Linked DNA regions of Gossypium hirsutum: region 1 is linked to region 2. The links are chromatin contacts, called in public Hi-C maps. All regions are on one chromosome and are shown on one strand. The core of a region is the stretch at or near the end of the contact, and the rest is flanking DNA. Distances in the headings are between cores, read along the strand shown.

Region 1 (2,700 bases), core at 153-2,652, 140 kb before region 2:
TACCTAATGTTTTGAAACTGTTAAAAGGCTTGAACTAACTATTTATTATTTAATATGTCATCTATTCTTATTTGACCATTATAGTTTGTCCCCCTACAATACTTAAATTTTGGATTTAGTCCTTATACTCTCATTTGGATAATTTTAGTCTCTCAATTTTTATAATGTCGTTAGTTAGTCCAAATAGTTAACACGGTTAACTGTTGACATGGATTCCCCCCCCCTAAAAGCCTCTTTCCAACTCATTGTGCTGAGAATTACAAGGACTAAATGTCAACTTTAAACATAGTAGAAGGACCTAAACCATATTTGAATTATTTTTAATATAAAATTCAAAATAATCTCATTATTATTATTTAAAAAATTTATGTGAAATATGAAGGAAAATTTTGGATTGGACGCATTGAAGATGCATGGGAGACATGCACACATAAAAAAGCAGTGGGAGTGGCCATCTTCACCCTGGTTTGGAACCTATCTTCAATTGTTGCTCGCATTTGGGCTGGTAAGCAAATTGACACAACTTCACTGTTTTGGTCTATTTGTAGTTTTTGTCCCTATACTATACTTAATTTAGCATAATTTGATCTTTCTACTACCATTAATGTTATGCCTTAGTCTAAATCGCTAATACCATTAAAAATTTCTGGTAATTGGTTTATAGGATTTTCTTTAAAAATCCAAAATTCAAAAGTCTAAATCGCTAATATATGATTTGGAATGCAGTTTTTTAATTTTAAAAAATCGAAATCAAACTTGATAAGGAATTTTGGTGAAGATGTTAATGGTTTAGATTAAGGAATAATATTAATAATGGTAAAAAATTAAATTATGTGGCTAAATCTTCAAATTTAATATAAAGACAAAAACTATAATTTCACACCACTTTTTTTTAACTAATCTCTAAAACTAACAACATAATTGAGTTGAGCTATGCTCAAATATTGGTAAGTTCGAGGTCAACGTAAAATTTGAACTTAATTTTTAATTTCAACCTCAGATCGAGCTGCTCAAATTTAAGTTTGATTAAGTTAATTTATCAATTTTCATATTTAATTTTGAGCTCGAATATGATTAAACTTATTTGTATACAAACTCGATCTTGTTCCTACTTAAGCTCTTTCTATAAAATAACGATAAACATGTAATTTTTCATAATATAAAAATATATTATAATGAAAAGATCAATTAGATTATCAATCCTTTTAAATTGAGTATTATAATGTTCGTGTTTGAGCTTGAGTTGATAATTATTATTTAAAATTGTGTAGCTTTCATGCTATTTGTGGCCTTCCGATACTATCAACAAAAAATGGTGGGCGAGGAGGATTGGGTGGAGGCTGAAACTGGGCATACCAATGGAGAATCATACCAAGCACCACCAAATCCAATGGAAAAAAGACTAAGACATGGTGTTGTTGGGCCATCTAAAATGCTACCAAATAAATTAAAGAAAAGATCCTAATATATATATATATATCACACGTCACAACATGTTTTGGACACTTTCTTCTTTGCTTCACTTCATTTTTTTGATATATAAAGTTTTATAGTGATAGTAACTTTTCTCTTTTGTTTTGGTTTAAGTTACTTTACTAGCTAACAAGTGTATGCAGGTAGGGGTTTTGGCAAATTATATTATATCCCTAAAATTAAAAAATTAAAAAATATTAATTTAATGAGATTTAAATTGTATTTTTCTTATATAAATTTACTTTTATCCATAATTCATTCCCACCTTTAAATTAGAAGACAATATATTATATCAATAAAATATCCATGTGTAAAATTTTCATATATTTGTGATATTTGGAAAACAAGATGACCTCAAAACATCTTTTATTGTAATTATCCTCATATGAGATACATTCACATAAGAAGTAATTGGAATTCAAGTTTCTGAATTTATTAGATGAATCATCAAGAAATTCAACACAAAAATGGACTACTTTGTCTCATCTGAAACAACTGTTGTTTAGTATGTCAAATGAGCTTCTGCCATGTCCCCTAAGAAATCCAAGCAAAAATATTGCTTTAAAGGTCAAATTTAGGTTTGGTCCCTCTACTATGCTCATATTTAGATTTTATACTTGTCCTTTTATTTTTTTGGTTTGACCAAGGTATCTTTTATGCCCAATTTACAATCCATGAAAACTAATCCTTTTAGGATTTACTATTGCCACTTCCAAAAGCGTCACTTTTAGAGTTTGAACCTAAGTTCATGAAATTGGAAGTGCAATGACCACAACCCCAACACTTGTTAGTATCCCTATATTTTAATTTAGCATAATTAGTACTATTTTTATAATTCCATAGATTAATCTAAGTAGTTAACAAAATTAACTATTTTAATTAATGTGAACATAAATTTTTCTTAAAACACCTTTCTCATTTATCATGCTAAAATGTTTGGTATTGGACAGATGTTTCAAAGAAAAATCTATGTTTTTAGTTAAATACTTTGGAGTAATTAATTACATCATAAAACTAGATAAAGATTAAATTTCAAATTTAAACATAAAAGGATTAAAAACAAAATTTAACCTATTTCAAATTAATATAATCATACATAGTTGACATTTATATATATGCATGCATGATTGAGATATTTACCTACTTAATTAGGCTTCTTTCATCATTCTTTTGCCCATAGTGTACTGATTAAGGTGATTGAGCTTGTCATCACAATGGTTTTCAGCA
Region 2 (2,700 bases), core at 23-2,522:
CATCAATCACCAATGTCACAACTAGAACTCTTATATTGTTTGAGATACAATATATATGATCATATATATACATTTGTGTGTGTTTGTGCATAAATATAACCATTTTTACCTAATAACTTTTTTGATAAATGTGTTTAATTTGTCAACAATCTGTATGCATTTTGGATTGAATTGAGTAATATGAATTTCAATGTCTCTTAAATAGGGTTTTGTGTTTAAGTCTTGTGAATGGAGAAAATAACATTGAAAAAACTTTACTTTTCATTTAGAGATCCAACTTATCTCGACATCGGATTCATTTGGATAAGCAACAGTCGTTAGCATCAACCCCCCCTCCCCCATTACTACAACAATAAACTGAAATATGATAAATACATATAAAGGACTTGTCTAGTTCTAGTACAGCCAATGTTTCCTTTTGAAGCATAAAGACATCGTTTATGTAAATACTATATTCTCAAAGCTGAGAACCAAAAAAACAAGACAAAGATATGAACAAAGGAGAGGCAATGGTGACTTCAAAAGGTTATAAGAAAAGTGGGAAATGTGGCTACTTTAGGGACTTACATATGATGATGATGATGTAGGTTTTCATTATGATGTATGTGTCTTTAATTATTCATGCTAAATCAGTTCATGATCCCATCTTTGATCATTTATATCTACTTCAAAATCAAGTGTTAATATAACTGCAACTTGGTGTTCAAATTCCAACACAGGGAAAATTGCCTACTGTCTAATATGAAGGAGCCACCAATCAATGTAACCACATAACAAAATTTGAACAATGAAAAACAGCATAAACCAAAACAAGTTTGTTTCCTCATAATGCCAACTGGTAAGTGCTGTGTAAAAGAATATTTGCACATAAATTGATTACCAGAATCCTTGGAAATCAACAAAGTAAAGTTAAAGCTAAACCCCACTGATACTGAATGCTTTACTTACCGCATTTTCAAGGTAAAAATCATGTTAACTTTATAATAAAACCTGGGTAGGTGAGGAGGACCAAATTTTGAATTAAGAGTTAATAGATATTATTTTATAAAATTTTATTGGACTGAAAAGATAACTCGAAAATATATGAACCATTAATTTCTAATTTTCTTAAAAGATTTATCAACTATTCCATTATTTATTGGTGAATTGCATGATATGTATCAAACTCAGATATGTGTTTTTTAAGATTGTGACCTCCCTTTTCAATACAAACAATAACACGTCCAATATGAATGCATTATGTGAGCAGCAGCCCAATTCCAATAAGCACTCCCCTTACCACCAATTGTAAGCCCTGATGGAATCCTTGCATGACCAGCCATTTAAATGCCTCGTTGGGTCAATAATGTATTTTGAAATTTCAGTTTATTTAGGTTGAAAGGGTCGAATAAGGCTTTAAAAAAAATCAATTAATGATCAATCAAGTTCATTTAAAACCAAAAAAGGGAAGGGTTTTTTTCTGGATCAGCAGACTGCAAAAGTTGGTATTTGATGAAACCCGCTGCTACCTTCTAAAACTATTTCCATATTTGATATTACACTCATTCTGACGACATGCACGCATTTTAAGAGAGAAAGAAAACTATAGCTATCTAGGCACTGAGAAGGGTACAGCAGTACCCCATTACTAGCAGTGTTTTGGTGTTGATTTTATTTTGTAGCAGATAGAAGCCTGCACTGCATTGTCCAACGCTTGCAAAAACAAAGGCCGAAGCCGAAGTCAAAGCCGCCCCACTTGCATACAAGTCTTCTGTTGGAAAAAAAAGATTTTTTTTTAACGAAAATTACCCATAATTCTTTCTAACTTTTAACTTTACTTTTAACTTTAAATAAAAAGATAAATGTGTCTCAACATTACACTTTAATCCATATTTTCCTATACAGATAATAATATTAATATCAATTTCTGTAACCATACTTTTTTTTTTCTCCCCCTAAAATCGGTTATTATTCAGGAGAGGTGAGTTAAACAAGTTTTCGGTTTTTTAAACCCAATCCACTCATTGTATTTGTATACCCCTATGAACCTTATTCTTAATAGTTGGTCAAGCTCCATGTAAACATGGGCCTAAAGATGTGATGACCCACTAAGGATTTTCAATGGTTATGCATGTTTGAGAATCTAAAATTAAAATAATTTGATAATTTTTTCTATAAAAAAATAAAAATAATGAGTAGATAAAATTTATTTTATTTATTTTAATATTATTATATTATAAAAAAATTTAATTTAAGATTTTATTTAGAATAAAGTGAAATATTTAAAAACTAAAGATAAAATGTAGAGTATGTTTTTAAAATTTAAAATATATATTTATCAAATAATCTAATTATATTCAATAATTTATCTTAAATAATATATCAAATAAATTTAATAATTAAATTTTCAACTGTTTATTTTTTTCAATATTTAATTTTATCATGTAAAATGAATAGAATTTTTTTTTTTAAAGATGAAATCTATGAATCTATCTGTCATGTAATACCATGTTTGAACATATGCAGGCATGGCATTAAATTTCATGATATATATATCATAACAGTAGTTATTGGGAAAGGGAGTGATGATGTTCTCAAGACAGCTAATATATAGCTTAAGAGCCATTGAATGTAGTTGTGGAAGAAATAAGAATACATGTAATTCCCAATCACTTAACTGCTTTTTAAACTCTAAAATATTATAATTGAGTTTTTAAAATA

The links. A called contact is a pair of places that touch in the nucleus more often than the background predicts.
Region 1: a contact with region 2 is called in a Hi-C map of leaf, with 4 times the contacts expected there. The contact joins two enhancer-like sites. A contact is called at or near these places in 18 of 34 Hi-C or Micro-C datasets (anther, callus, fibers and 4 more).

What each region holds. Positions count from the first base shown.
Region 1 is chrA06:36,306,608-36,309,307 of Gossypium_hirsutum_v2.1, reverse strand. It overlaps LOC107901585 (reticulon-like protein B21), which reads left to right. Exons shown (of 9, transcript XM_016827641.2): 8 at 383-505; 9 at 1,272-1,562. The coding sequence ends at 1,465. Among protein-coding and RNA genes, the nearest start is that of LOC107901585, 14 kb to the left of the region's middle. Within about 2 kb of position 1,402, at least 4 of the 9 cell types and tissues checked have an H3K27ac peak or open chromatin away from gene starts, as enhancers often do. A contact at or near this core is called in hypocotyl and leaf, where this site is marked.
Region 2 is chrA06:36,166,228-36,168,927 of Gossypium_hirsutum_v2.1, reverse strand. No RefSeq gene overlaps it. Among protein-coding and RNA genes, the nearest start is that of LOC121230621, 7.7 kb to the right of the region's middle. Within about 2 kb of position 1,272, at least 2 of the 9 cell types and tissues checked have an H3K27ac peak or open chromatin away from gene starts, as enhancers often do. A contact at or near this core is called in hypocotyl and leaf, where this site is marked.